Regions from separate parts of the Sus scrofa genome. Here regions 2, 3, 4 and 5 are each linked to region 1. Evidence: chromatin contacts called from public HiChIP or PLAC-seq data. All regions are on one chromosome and are shown on one strand. The core of a region is the stretch at or near the end of the contact, and the rest is flanking DNA. Distances in the headings are between cores, read along the strand shown.

Evidence for each region. HiChIP or PLAC-seq counts read pairs in DNA pulled down with a chosen protein or histone mark.
Region 2: an H3K27ac HiChIP or PLAC-seq map of alveolar macrophages shows a contact between it and region 1. The contact joins two enhancer-like sites. A contact is called at or near these places in 2 of 5 promoter capture datasets (fetal skeletal muscle and liver), 20 of 47 Hi-C or Micro-C datasets (alveolar macrophages, embryonic fibroblasts, epiblast stem cells and 9 more) and 2 of 2 datasets of contacts at active chromatin or transcription factors (alveolar macrophages and skeletal muscle).
Region 3: an H3K27ac HiChIP or PLAC-seq map of alveolar macrophages shows a contact between it and region 1. The contact joins two enhancer-like sites. A contact is called at or near these places in 1 of 47 Hi-C or Micro-C datasets (epiblast stem cells) and 2 of 2 datasets of contacts at active chromatin or transcription factors (alveolar macrophages and skeletal muscle).
Region 4: a contact with region 1 is called in an H3K27ac HiChIP or PLAC-seq map of alveolar macrophages. The contact joins two enhancer-like sites. A contact is called at or near these places in 1 of 5 promoter capture datasets (liver), 6 of 47 Hi-C or Micro-C datasets (alveolar macrophages, epiblast stem cells, liver and 2 more) and 2 of 2 datasets of contacts at active chromatin or transcription factors (alveolar macrophages and skeletal muscle).
Region 5: an H3K27ac HiChIP or PLAC-seq map of alveolar macrophages shows a contact between it and region 1. The contact joins two enhancer-like sites. A contact is called at or near these places in 2 of 47 Hi-C or Micro-C datasets (embryonic fibroblasts and heart right ventricle) and 2 of 2 datasets of contacts at active chromatin or transcription factors (alveolar macrophages and skeletal muscle).

The regions. Positions count from the first base shown.
Region 1 is chr14:28,589,734-28,592,433 of Sscrofa11.1, reverse strand. No RefSeq gene overlaps it. Among named protein-coding and RNA genes, the nearest start is that of NCOR2, 52 kb to the left of the region's middle. Within about 2 kb of position 1,338, at least 63 of the 83 cell types and tissues checked have an H3K27ac peak or open chromatin away from gene starts, as enhancers often do. A contact at or near this core is called in alveolar macrophages, epiblast stem cells, fetal skeletal muscle and 4 more, where this site is marked.
Region 2 is chr14:28,402,116-28,404,815 of Sscrofa11.1, reverse strand. No RefSeq gene overlaps it. Among named protein-coding and RNA genes, the nearest start is that of SCARB1, 100 kb to the right of the region's middle. Within about 2 kb of position 1,380, at least 26 of the 83 cell types and tissues checked have an H3K27ac peak or open chromatin away from gene starts, as enhancers often do. A contact at or near this core is called in alveolar macrophages, fetal skeletal muscle, liver and 3 more, where this site is marked.
Region 3 is chr14:28,758,353-28,761,197 of Sscrofa11.1, reverse strand. All of the region lies in intron 18 of NCOR2 (nuclear receptor corepressor 2), which reads right to left. Among named protein-coding and RNA genes, the nearest start is that of RFLNA, 82 kb to the left of the region's middle. Within about 2 kb of position 1,342, at least 63 of the 83 cell types and tissues checked have an H3K27ac peak or open chromatin away from gene starts, as enhancers often do. A contact at or near this core is called in alveolar macrophages, epiblast stem cells and skeletal muscle, where this site is marked.
Region 4 is chr14:28,426,697-28,429,396 of Sscrofa11.1, reverse strand. No RefSeq gene overlaps it. Among named protein-coding and RNA genes, the nearest start is that of SCARB1, 130 kb to the right of the region's middle. Within about 2 kb of position 1,371, at least 5 of the 83 cell types and tissues checked have an H3K27ac peak or open chromatin away from gene starts, as enhancers often do. A contact at or near this core is called in alveolar macrophages, where this site is marked.
Region 5 is chr14:28,724,780-28,727,479 of Sscrofa11.1, reverse strand. It overlaps NCOR2 (nuclear receptor corepressor 2), which reads right to left. Exons shown (of 49, transcript NM_001044576.1): 14 at 1,178-1,232. Among named protein-coding and RNA genes, the nearest start is that of NCOR2, 83 kb to the right of the region's middle. Within about 2 kb of position 1,374, at least 57 of the 83 cell types and tissues checked have an H3K27ac peak or open chromatin away from gene starts, as enhancers often do. A contact at or near this core is called in alveolar macrophages and skeletal muscle, where this site is marked.

The sequences.
Region 1 (2,700 bases), core at 89-2,588:
GCGACAGCAGCTCGCAGGTACAGCGTGTCTCTCCCTCCCGCCCCGCCTGGCCCTCCCTCCCTCCCTCGAGCTTTTCCCTGCAAGCGTCCAGGGTGGGGAAGGCGAGTCCAACTGGCCCCCCAACTCCTCGCAAGTCTCTGGGGCTGCTCCCCCAGCATTAGGCCGTGGGGCCTCCGGTTCCAACCCAAGTGGGATCATCTCTGAATTCCAACTTCCCAAACTAGTGGCATCCCAAGTATCCGCACAGCCCGGGGGAGGGACCAGAAGGCGGCCCAATGAGGCGTCACCAGCCGCGGGAGGCAGGCCCAGACACCAGGAACACTGGCCCACGGGGGAGGGGGAAGCAAGGGGCGCCTGTCCCCGGGGACCCCCATCCAGAGCCCTCAGGTTCCTCGCCCAGGAGCGATCACCGCCAGAAACCAGCCCCCCTCGGCTGGCGGGAACCCCACCCCCGTGTGCCTTCCACAGCAGCCAGGCCAGGGAGCTGAGGGTGCCATCTCCGGGGGCTCCGCAAACCTGCGCTGCCCTCTGGAAAATAAGGCGCAGTGTCACCCTCCAAGTGAGAAGCTGCTAGGGTAGGAAGGAAGCGCATGGCGGCATTGCCCCCAGGGCTGTAGCACACGTTGGGGGGCTGCCCTGCGCAGTTCCAGGGCGCCCCCCGCCCGCCTACCCACCCCCACGCCACTTCCCTCCTTCCCGCCCCCTCGCTAGGGAGCTGGAGTTCCCCTAAGTTCCCCGGCACCCCCACGCACGCGGGCCGCAGTGTCGATGGGGCGCCTCGCTCCCCAGCAGGCCACCCCCCGAGAGCGCCAACTCGGGAGCGCAGGGGCCCCGCCAACTCCGCCGCGTGCGCCGCCAGATCTTCCCCGATTCCCCCGGAAGCGCGCCCTGCACCTCACCTCGGCCCTCCGCGGGGACCCCGGGCCCCAACTCACCTCGCAGAGGTGGCGGCAGCAGCACCCGGCCTCGAGGTGCGCTCGGGCCGCCCGGGCGCTCAGGCAAGTGGCGGTGCCGAACGGGCTGGGGGCTCACAGCAGGCCCAGCCTCCAGCCGGGACGCGATCCTCCCGCCGCCGCCTCCTAGGGCGCCAGCCCCCGGTCCCCGGTCCGCAACTTGGCGCGCATCGCGGGGCGCAGGGCGCGGGCGCACGGACTCTGGCGGGGCGCGGGCGGACGCGGGGCTCCGGTGCGGCCGGCCTGCCCGCGGCTCCGCTCCGCGGCGGCGGCGGCGGCGGCGGCGGCGGCGGCGGCGGCGGCGGCGGCGGTGGCGGTGGCAGGGGGAGGAGGGGGCGGGGCGGGAGCCCGGGAGGCGGTGGCTCGGCCTCCCCGCTCCTGGCTCCCCGCCCGCACCGACGCGCCCCGGCCCGGCCCCCTCGGGCTCCTTAAAGGGCCCGCGTCGCCTCCCCCTGGGCCTGCGCGCACCCACTCGCGCGTGCACACGCTGCCACACAGACACACACACACTTGGGCGCCACGCCGAGTTTCTTTTTAGCAGCTCCCCGAAGGAGGAAGGAGGGAGAAAGCGCCTCCCCATCCCGCCCCCTCCTCTCCAGCCCCGGATACTTAACTGGAATCGCGTTTCAGCTATTAAATTATAACTCAGGAGTGGCCTGTGGACGGGGAGGGGGCGTGAGGGGAGGGCCACACACCAGGCCTTTAAGGGACGCACACAGATGCGCAGGGACACACAGACGGAGGAGAGTTCACTCGGAGGCTGTGGCACACAGTAGGGTGCAGAGCTCTCACGAGTGGACGTGCACACACTGGGCCTCTGCAGAGAGGAGGTCTAACCCAGGTGAACACGCTGGGAAACTCGCAACGCTCCGCAGACGTGCGCGTGGCCTGGGGCATAGACTCAGAAGACATAAGGTCACTCACAGATAAACAAACTCCAGGCAGGAATTCGCACACGGAGGCAGTCACACACACTGTAATGTCCGTTTCCAGAGGGCCCGGGTTTCTGCCTATTTGTGCTCTACCCTTTCACAGTAGGGACTCAGTGTGAACTCCCATTTGGGGACTTTCTGGGACACAAATGCACAGACTTGATGCTGCAAGCCTGTGGTCCGGCTCGCAGTGCACAAGCAGGCAGGGTCAGAGACAAGCACACATGTGGACAGTCCCCTGGCACACAGCAGGCTCTCCCAGCTCCAGCAGAAACCCCACTGGTGGCCCTGACAACTGTGTGTCCTCATTTACCCCCTCCTACCCCTCCTAGGTTGCCCTTTCAAACCCAGGGGAGATCTATTTAAACAGTAGAGGGCACTGGCAGCCCCGACCGACCCTCCCTCCTCCTCTGCTTTCCCCTAAGTAGGAGAGTTTGAATTTTTTTTTTTTTTTCAGTTCAACTTTCCTTTTTTGGAGCGACGTCTCAGCAGATTCAGTTCTGCCATCTGCCAACATCTGAGAACCCCCAGGGGGAGTGGGGAATGGCTGTGGTGGGGAGGCCGCCGTGCGGTTTCCAGGGCCCGGGGTGTGCCTCCCGCCGCCTGCCAGCATGCAGGGATTGCCTGCCTCCCTTGTCGCGAAGTGTCCCTCTTGGCCCCCACAAGGCTGCTTGTGTTCTTTTTTCTAGAGAGCATGGGGGGAAACACCTGAGACTGATGAAACCTGGAAAAAAGGGAAGTGTCTGCGGAGGGGCAAGGAGCCATTTGCAGTTTGGAACAGAAGGGAATTGATGTCCCCTCCCTTCACGTTCTGG
Region 2 (2,700 bases), core at 131-2,630, 190 kb after region 1:
GTAACAGCCTCACTTTCACACTTTAACATAATTTCATTGCAGTCTTTGCAATAACGAGTGTCAACTGTGTGCCTTTAAAAGTGTAGAAAAGATGCCGCTTTGGAGAGTGAAAGCATCACTGTCCCCAGCCACACCCACTAGGTCTCTAGCTAAGCTTTGGGCAGATAAAACCTTCCCCCACTAGCTACCCTACCACTCAAAGGAGAAATACCTGGCCTTCTGAGCAAATTTACATGCTGCTTAGCTCCAAGGGCATTTGAACTCACCTCCCCTGATATACACATAACCACTTAAAGCCGGTTTTAGGCACTAGGATATCTGCCAGTGATTCGCAGGGGAGAATGCCCATGCTGTATTTGACAGCGACACCTTCTGGTAGTGTCCGGTTTTACAGCTCAGCTCTACCAGACCTTGGAAATACTTCAATAAACCACGTCCTGAATGTTTGGGTTCCTTCCAGGAGTACTTTGTGACCCATTTGAAAGTCTTTTCAAACTATTTTTCATCTTGAGGTGCATAAAATGTCCTTTACAATCCTCATGAGAAACTGTGAAATCAATGGGGCAGGAATTAGAACTCCTGCTGGAGGTGTTCCCGCTGGGGCTCAGCAGGTTAAGAACCTGACATATCATATATGAGGATATGGGTTGGACCCTGGCCTCACTCAGTGGGTTAAGGATTTGGCATTGCCACAAGCTGTGGCATAGGTCACAGGTGTGGCTCAGATCCAGAGTTGCTGTGGCAGTCACAGTTCTGATTCAACCCATAGATTGGGAACTTCCATGTGCCACAGGTGCAGCCGTAAAAAAATAAATAAGTACATACATACATACATAAATACGTAAATAAATGAATTCATGGTTTAAAAAAAAAAAAACTCCTGTCGGACAGAGAGGGGTACATGCACAGAGAGGCACAAGTGACTTGCCTGAAGGATACAGCATGGCCAGGCCTCTTCCGCAAATGGCTCTAGGTTCCAAACCCTGCCGTCTACCTAATCTCTGAGCCTGATATCATGGGAGAAACCACGTCCTTCCCCCAAACAGATGCTGCTGCCTCAGCCAGAGCCCACAAGGCTGAGCATACCCTGAGCAGGGCCAGAGATCCGTGTCTCTTCTGGAAGTTCCCGTCCCCTAAAATGGAAGAAATTCCAGCAGCCCGGGGAAGAGCAGATGGGGCGGGCCACGGACCCAGACGGAAGAGCCCAGAGACCAGAAGAATGTTCCACAGTTCTGAGAGCCTGCCATGGTCCCAGCCACCACGCGAACGCCTTCCAGACCACACTGTTTCAACCCATCTGCTGAGATGTTTTCCCTGGGGGAGTGGAAGTTGCATTTCGTAATGGAAGTCGGGGAGGTGCATGAGATCTAGTTTGCAGAAAAGTGCATCGTGGCTAATATTGCTCAAACATCTGTCACTTGAAGTGAAAAACAAACATCTCCATCTCGAAGCTCCCCCCACCCCCACTTTCCTCTTCAACCCAGAAGTTTGCAGCAGCTCAGGCTTCATGACGAATGGACCCAGGAGATCTGGAAACACTTCTGAGTCCAGATTCCAAGACACTGCCATTTGGCCTTCGCCCTCAGGACAGACACGCCTGGAACCCTCAGGAGCTGGCACTTGAGCCCTCAGAGGGGAAAGTCAGAGAAAGGGCCCCCACCCTCACTGAAGCAGCAGACCTTAGCCATCCCTCTGGCAAACATCCAGGGAGGCTTCCTGGATCTCTCTTGCCCTCTCTTTGGGGTTTTGTTGTGGGTGGGAGGGAGCCAAGCACTATTTTTAGAAATGGTTATTCGGACTGCTCTTCTTCCCCTCCCATTCGCAACCTCTCTGGAATGAGCCTGGAGGGTCCCCTGCTGGGGGCTTATCTGGGAGACGCTGGGCACGTGCCTGGCATGCAGAGCCTCTTTGTGGATGGAGTTGGGCTTGCGCTGGGGGTTGGAATGAGTCTTTCAATCTCAGGTTCTCCAGAAGCAGCACCCATTTGTACCTGTGGTTGGAAATGATGTTCCTCGAAGCTGGTTTTCCTAGCTTGATTCCAGAAGGGATACTAGAGATGAGGTCTCTGGCGGCTAGTGACAGAAACCATTTCCCAGAATTCCCTGGTGATGCAGGGGGTTAAGGGTCTGGTGTTGTCACTGCTGTGACTTGGGTCACTGCTGTGGTGCAGGTTTGATCCCTGGCCCGGGAACTTCCACATGCTGAGGACATGGCCAAAAAAAACAAAAAAACAAAAAAAAAAACAGTGACAGGTCTTGGTTAACTGAACCACAAGAGATGTTCAGACAGTAGCTGAGAACACATGCCTTGGACCTGGCCATTGAGACTCAAATCCGGACTCTGACACCTGCCAGTCATTAAGTCCTTGGACTTTTACTCTACCTCGGAGCCTGTTTCCTCATGGGTAAAATGAGGACAGCGATGATAAGGCATTTACCTGGGTTATGAGGACAATGAGAGGAGCTCATATCAAGGGTTGAAAACAGGAGTTTCTGTCACGGCTCAGTGGGTTAAGAACCTGACATAGCGTCCAAGAGGATGCAGGTTTAATCCCCGGCCTCACTTAGTGGGTTAAGAATCTGGCGTTGCTGCCAGCTTCACCATAGGTCACAGATGTGGCTCAGATGTTGCTGTGGCTGTGGTGTAGGCTGGCGGCTGCAGCTCTAATTTGACCCCTAAGCTGGAAACTTCCATATGCCG
Region 3 (2,845 bases), core at 93-2,592, 170 kb before region 1:
ACCCAAGTTTTCTGCTCTCCCGCCTCTGGACCCAGCGGGGTGGGGGTGGTGCTGGACTGACAGGCCACCTGCTCCCCCGTGAAGGCCATGGGGCCACGTGGCTCCTCGGCAGCTCCTCAGGGTTCCTCAAGGACAGGCACAGAGGGGAGGGCCGGGGCGTGGGATCAAGTGTAACCCAGCCCCCTGACCTTTCCTTCTGCCCGCGCCAGCAGCAGCTGCCACTTCCACAGAACCTGGCGGAGGACGACGGGGACGCGTTTATTTATATTTCCCCAGCCGGGGCCAAGAGAACCCAGGCAAACACGTCGGCCGGAACCCCGGTAGGGAGAGGGCGGGTCTCCCATCTGGGCCTGCTGGGGGGTGTGGGGTGAGGGGAACGAGGGCCCAGGGGGTGGCAGGACCCCCCCCACAGGTTGACATTTACAACTCAACACATAAATAAAGAAGCGGCTTAGAGTTGGCTTCGGGCGGGGGGGGGGGGTTTAGGGTCCTAATTAACCTCACTCCTGGAGCAGGAGCTTGGCAGGGGGGGTCACCCAGCTCTCCCCCGAAACTACTGGTGAAGGAACACTGGACTGAGTGGTCCAGAAGCCTTGGCCAGAACTGCTGTGGGGTCTCCACCACCCCCTCTGCTCTGGGGCCTCAGTTTCTTTAACTGCTGTGTGAAGGACTAGGGTGAGTGTCCTAATATTACTGGCCAGGGTCCCTGCGATGGGGGTGGAGAGTTTTCCTTCTGGTTCTGGTTCTGGGAACCCCAGACTGAGGATGCCGGGCTCAGGGTGGTGCTCTATAGGTCCCACCAAGCCTTGGAGACCACCGGGACTAGACGCAGCTGAAAGCCCCCCCCACCCTGTCTACCTGGAGAGAGCACCTCTAAGCATGTGCCAGCCAAGACCCCCAAGACCTGCCTGCCCCAAACACAGACCCAAGCACTTCCCTCCTTCCTGAAAAGACCCAGCCCCACAGCCAGAGGCAGGGGAAGGGGCGCCAAGAGAAAGACGGTGAGATCTCACGGGTTAGAACTCCCAAGTCGCCGGCCCTGGGGGGGGTCCCTGTCACCGTGGCACAAAGCACCCCCCTCATCCCCTCCCCGGAGCCACTCACTCACATCCTCTCATCTGCGTCTCCCCCTCGGCCAAGTTTTCCGGAAACATACGGCTTGGAGGATGCTCCAGGGATCGGAGCTGGGAGCAGCGGGCTGGGAGGCGGGAGGCTGGGCGGCCGTGGTGCCGGCTCCGCAAGGCTTCTGGCTGGCGTCTGCTGGCGGCTCAGCTCTGCCTCACATCCTTCTCGTCCAACGCGCGAGGGAGGGGGGAAGAGGGAGGGGCCGGGCGGTGGGAGGGCGGCAGGCGGAGGCTGGCTCCGGGAAGGGCGGGGAAGCAGCTCCGTGCTGCGCGCCGTGGTGGCCCAGGGCTCCTCCGGCGCTGCCACCCCTGAGCCGTGCCCCCCGCAGCTGCAGGCGTGCGAGGTGCCCTTCGCCGATGGGGGCGGGTGGCGAGAAGCTGTCGGCTGTGTGCTCGGTGCCCTGTGCCAGGCGTCACCAGGAAGCACAGCGTCCTCGCCTCCTTAGGGCACCAATGTGCCCAATACCGGTGCTCAGTCCCCAGACCCCTGACACCTCCCTACTCTGAGGACAGAGTCCAAAGACCCCAGCCTGTCAGGTAGCAGTGCCTGGGCAGCCTCACAGAGAGCCTGGGATCGGCTGATCTTCCTGCTGCCTGACCCAGCGAGGCGCGTCAGGGCTGAATGTGACCTCCAGACGGAGGCTCGCAGGAGCAGGCGGGGCGGGGGAGTGTGGCAGAAGCCCAGGTTCAGAAGGGGCGGGCCAAATTGGCACAGGCTCTCCCCCCCTCCCTCTCTCCCCATCCGTGGCGGTGGCGGCGTCAGCAGCGGTAAGAACAGATGAGGGTTCAGAAAAACAGAGCTTCTCCACCCCAGCAGACAGGAGCAAACAGCTTCTTCCGCTGTCATTCCCCAGTGCTGGTTCCACCTGTGGTCTGCCCCCAACCCGGCCTGATGCTGCCAAGGTGACCAGGCCCTCGAGATGGGGGACTCTATTTGAGGAGCCTCTTCTAAGTGCAAATGAGACCTCCAATCACTGAGGGTGGGAGGAGGGTTTGGAGTTGCTAGAGGGCTGGCTCTCTAGGGCGTCCTCTTTCCTTCCTCACTGAGACACCCGTGACAGCCAGGTCAGCCTGCGTCCCATACAAACACCTGCTATGGACGCCCCAGGCAGCTCCCAGGAGGTTGAAAGTTAACTGGGTTGAACTTTGGATCGAGATCCAGGTCACGACCGATTTCTCCAACTCTGGGGTCATTGACCTGCTTGTCCCTTTGGCCCTCAGCCTTTCCATCCTGCTCACAAAACCCAAGGAACAATAGGCCACAGGTCTCTGAAGCACTCCTGTTCCCGCTCGCCCCCTCCCCGTCGCACATCCTACCCCCAGCCCTCATCCTGGGTTCCGGGCATACCACCAGGGGAGGGCCACACATTCCAACCGTGTGGGGGACCTGGGACGTGCTGCCCACGATCCGTTCTCCTCAAGGGAGGCCAGGTGAGCTTTTAAGGATACCCATCCCATCATGTCACTCCTCTGCTCAGATCTTACAATGATGACCCAAAGCTCTGCAAATAACATCCAAAGACCTCCTCACGGTGCATGAGGGCCAGTCCTGCCCGCTTCGAGCCTGCTCCCTCCTTCTCCTCTTGCTCACTCACTCCAGCCACCAGAACCTCTTCTGCCCAGCCATCGACACTTGGCCTGCCTGGCCGCTTTTTCACAGGTCTTTAGTTCTCAGCTTCAAGTGACTCCCCACAGCAGCCTTCCTTGACCAACCATTCTCT
Region 4 (2,700 bases), core at 122-2,621, 160 kb after region 1:
TTTAATGGACAGGGTTAGGGCTGTTGATGTAGAAACAAAGACATCTTGAATTCAGCTTTCGTTGGAGGAAATCCCAGCAGGGCCTTGGCCTTGATGTTCAGAGTGACTCTGCTCCTGCCCCTGGAGGTCCAGCCATAGACAGACCTTCACTGAGGTCTGGCTCTATTCCCATGTCTCTGAATACCTCAAGCAAATCACTTAAGCTTTGAGACTCAGTTTCTCCAACTGTAAAATGGGACACCATGCACCAGTATGACTGGGGGTGCTTAGCTAACATAGATCTGGCACATAGAGATGTTGCTCAAAAGATCAAAGCAGGAGTTCCCGTTGTGGCACAGTGGAAACGAATCCAACTAGGAACCATGAGGTTGCAGGTTCAATCCATGGCCTCGCTCAGTGGGTTAAGGATCCGGTGTTGCTGTGGCTGTGGCGTAGGCCAGCGGCTACAGCTCTGATTGGACCCCTAGCCTGGGAACCTCCATATGCCATGGTGCGGCCATAGAAAAGACAAAAAGACCAAAAAAAACAAACAAAAAAATCATCAAAGCAACTGCTCCTAATTTTTTTTATTTGTCCTTGACTGTGGCATGCAGAAGTTCCCAGGCCAGGGATCGAATCCTGGCGCCAACAGTGACAATGCCAGATCTTAACCCACTGAGCCGCCCAGGGAACACAGCAACTACTCCTAATTTCTAAGGCCAAGAAGAGGTGTCTGAAAAAGGAAAGTGACTAATAGACAGCAAAGGTCAGCTCTTGGTGGGCGTGTCAAGATCCCCCCTTCCCTTTTGGATGAATCAACTTGAACATGGCAATAATAGCCAGCCTTGGTTCTGAATGACCGCAGATGCACAAAATTGGGTTAACCATCGTCTCCTGACTCACTCCCTTTGTTGGTGGGTACCTGGCCGGGTTTTTTTGTTTTTGTTTTCTTTTTCACCGTCTAGGGATCTAATCCGAGCCATAACTATTGATCCACTGCGCCACAGCAGGAACTCCCACCTGGCATGTTTTTTATTTTATAGTTTTGTCTAGCTCTTCACCACTTTCTGTACCTTTGAACTTATTGTTCTGTAATACAATGGACACTCATGTGACACTGTTCCCAGGGCAGGGACAAGACTGTGCCTCATGCAGTTCCCCATGGGTCCCCTCTCCCCAGCCATGTAAGCACCTTTCCTTGATCTCATGAGCAACTATTTTGTCCTCACTTCAGGCCAGGCACAGCACCCAGAATTTACGTTTGTCATTTCCTTGCTTCTTCTTTTTTTTGTTTTGTTTTGTTTCGGTTTTGGCTGCCCACCCCTCCCCCCACCCCCCAGTATACAAACGTTCCTGGGCTAGGGATTGACTCCATGCCCCAGCAGTGACAACACCAGGTCCTGAATTCCCATTCCCTTGCTTCTTTGCATGAAGATTACTGGGGGCATCTGTTTATGTGTGTGTCCACACTTGTGCTTCTCAGGCTTCAGTGGGCTCAGAATCACCAGGACAGCTGTGAAGATAGATTCCAGGCCCCAGCCCCAGAGTGTCTGATTCTGCAGGTCCGGAGCAAGGTCCAAGAATTGGCATTTCTAACACCTTTCGTGGGGACAGTGCCGCCACTGTTACTGGGGACCATACCTTAAGAAGCGGGGCACTGAAGATTATAGTATGGAGTTCGAGTTGTTTGCGAGCATCATAACAAGGGTGTCATGTTATGCGTAGTCTTCTGGGCTAGGTGTTTTCATTCAACCCCAGTGATTTCCTAAGCGTGAATTTGCCTCCGGCGGATGTCTGGAGACATTTCAGCTTGTCATGACTGGTTGGGTGTGGTACGTGACTGGCATCTAGTGGGTAGGCTCCAGGGACGCTGCTCACCATCTTGCGTGCCCAGGAAGCTCCCTGCAACAGAGTGACCCGTGTTCTCAACATCAACAGTCCCAGGAGAAATGGAAACATTTGTTCACGCAAACATCCACACAACGCAAACATCCACACATGCAAACATGTGTATATACTTTAGTTACGAAAAAAGAAAGAAAGAAACAGGAAGCTCCTGCTGTGGTGCAGTGGGTTAAGGATCCAGTGTTGCTGCAGCCATGGCACAGGTCACAGCTGCCGTCTGGATTCAATGCCTGGCCAGGGAACTTCCACATGCTTCGGGTAAGGCCAAAAAAACCAAATGGGAAACAACCCAAATGTCCATTGATGGATGAATAAACAGTATGTGGTCCTTTCAATGATGGAATAGGATTCAGCCATAAAGAGGAATGACATGATGCAACAGGCTACAGTGTGGATGAACCTTGAAAATCTAATGGTGAACAAGAGAACCCAGACATGAAAGGTCCCACGTTGTGTGATGCCATGGATGTGAAATGCCCAGAAAGGGCAAATCCATGGAGACAATAAGTAGATTGGTGGTTGCCAGAGGCAGGGGAGGAAGTAATGGGGTGACCGCTGATGGGTAGGGGATTGCCCTTCAGGGACGATGCAAATGTTCTAAAATTGATCAGGGTGATAAGGACACAGCTCTGTGAATAGACTAAGATCCATTGAATTGCATGATTTAAGAAGGTGAATTACATCGTATGTGAATTCTCAGCAAAACTGAGATTAAAAAAATTAAAATGAGGAGTTCCTGCCGCAGTGCAGGGGGTTAAGGATCTGGCATTGCCACAGCTGCAGTGTAAGTCATAGCTGCAGCTCAGATTCAATCCC
Region 5 (2,700 bases), core at 125-2,624, 140 kb before region 1:
TTTTTCAGGCAGGGAGAGATTTCATTTCCCCACACTGCCCCATCTCCCTCCTTCTATGGTTATCAGCTCATTAAGGGCAGATGCTGGGAACAACTGTTACCCTTTAAAATAACCGCCCGGATCCTGCTCCGACCGCCCTCCCACAGCAAGGAAGTGTGAGGCCTCCAGCAGCTGGGTATTTGCAAAGCTGGGGGTGGGCGGGCACCCCACCTCTGAGAAACAAGATTTAGGGAAACGTTGCTTAGAACACCCAGCATGGCAACTCCAGAAAGTAAATCTTTTCAGGAAGCTTGTCTGGCTCCGCCCTGATGATGTGGAGTCCAATGGCCAACTGTGACCTAGGGCCACATCCAGCCCCCAGACCAGCTCCTTCCTACCTGTGGCTGATCCAGCCACTGCCTAGGCCAGCCTCGTGGGTGCATAAAAGGGGGCTTTCCCATTCTCTGGGATGCTTTGTATCCACCTGCTAACGGGAGCCAGAGCAGAGAGAGGCGCTGCCCCAGGCTGGGTTTGGGGCCAAGGTGGGGTGCAAATGTCTGTGTGTGTGGGGGGGGTGGTTGGCCTAACCCCGGCCTGTGGAAGTTCCCAGGCCAACAATCAAACCTGTGCCATTACAGTGACAACACCAGATCCTTAACCCACTGCACCACCAGAGAACTCCTCGAGTGTCAGTTCTATGTAAAGGTCTACTCAGTGGGGATGAGGACTTGCCAGCCACACGCCAGGGTTGGCATCAGGGTTATCAACATAGAGTGACCATCAGAGGGACTAGAAGGGTCACTTTGTCCAGGACCCCAGAGGACAACCACTCTTGCCCATCCAGCCTTAACTAGGAGGCCAGGCATGGCATATGGCTTCTGGAACCTGAGCCCAATCTGTCAGGATGCTGGCTGCCCTGTCTAAGGAGCGGTCTTTGGAGAAGCCTGCAGTGCACACAGCTCTCCTGGGGTTTCCCGGCCTTAGCTCCACCCCCAGGGCCGGGGCGGGGCCTGTGGCTGCTTCTCCCAGGAGGGAGGAAGGAGGGAAGTGCTCGCAGACACAGTAAGGAAAGCAAGGAGCAAGCAGGCAGAGGCCTCGTGGGCGGGGTGGGAGGGTCCTTCTCCCCGGCCCAGGAGGCCGCGGCAGGAGTGGACGCCAAAAGGGACGGATGGCGCAGGGCTAGCAGGCAGGCACTTACCTTCCTCTCCAGGAATGATGCGATCAGGCCGAAGTTCTTGGGGTGCTGCATGAACCTGTAGGGAGAGAAGGGCGGCCCTGAGACCAGGACGAGAGGAGCTTCCCGGCTGGGCAGCCGCCGAGCTCCCGGGCGCCTGCCATCTCCGCTGGCCCGGCTGGACGGGCGCCGCCCCACTCGGAGCAATTAAGCCCAGGGGGGTGTGGGAAGGGCTGCGGGCGGGACCGAGGGGTAAGAGAGGGCGTTCCTTGGAGTGAGTCACTGGTTTTAGCGCCTTTGAAAATACATTTGTTTGTCCTGCTGGAGGCGGGTTCCAGGAAAAATGAGGACATTACATGCAGCCCTTTGCTGGGGTTCCCCCCCTTTTAAAATCTGCTTTTGTTTCTATCTCCGGCTGGGCCTGGGAAGCTGGGCCTTGCCCGGCCCACTCAGGGGCCCCCACTGGCGAGGTCACAGGGCAGGACTGGTGAGGCCGCCGGGCCTCCCCGGGAGAGGTGGGAGCAGAGGCTCTGGGCGCCCGCAGGGAGGCAGGCAGAAGGCAAGCCAGCCCAGGAGGAGGCAAGAAGGGACTGAAGCTGGAGGGGTGGCGGGGAGCTGGCGCCCCACCAGCTGGCTTCCTGAGCTGCCAGGAGAATTACTGGGAAAGAGCTCGGCCTGGCTGAAATGTCAGGGCCACAGGAGCAGGCGGACAGCGGGGGTGGAGATGTGGGTCAAGGCTGCTCTGGGGCTCTGGGGAGGCTGGGCGGAGCCTCGGCCTGCCCGTCCCCAAGAAGCACCACCGGCCCTGAGGTCTCCCCCAGGGAGAGAAGAGGCTGCTGGCAAGGCAGGGGCCCTGGGACCCCGGGAGGGAGCCTGGGCCAGCGCCTGGCGATCGTCCTGCCCAGCCCTCCAGATGGCTGGGCAGGCAGCCAGGGGGCCCCTCCCCTGCTTCCCAACCAGACACTGGAGAATCCGGAACGGCCTCTTCTCTCTTCCCAGAGGAAGCCGCGAGTCCGAGTCCCAGGCAGGCTTCCCAGCCTAGGAACCTGCCTCAGGCAGTTTGCAAAGCTGGAAACACCCCAACGCCTTTCTTTTCCAGACAGAAAAAATCTTCCCTTCCCCTCCTCTCCCTGCCCAAGTGACACTTCCTTCCCCCCGAATCCTTTCCTCAAGGTTTCCCCAAGCAGAGGGAGAGTCCCCAGGAGACCAGGAATCAAACTTGAGAATCTCTTAGGGCACCTGTTTCACCCCCCTCCAACCTATACCCTCCGCCGACGTTTACTGATTGTTATGCACTGAGCACCTAGAGACGCTGAATAAGGAGACACTGTGACTACATCCATTTTACAGATGTGGAAACTGAGGCTCAGGCAAGGGAAATAGAAGCTCCAAGTCACAAAGCCAGTAACTGGTGGAGTTCTACGCCACTGGTACACAACTGTCAAAGGCCCCAAGTGCTATTAATTCTGCTGAAAACAAGAGGTCTCCGAGAACCTTAAAAGGTGCAAGCTGTCATAGGGGGGCCCCAGCAGATACCTGCCCAGCCT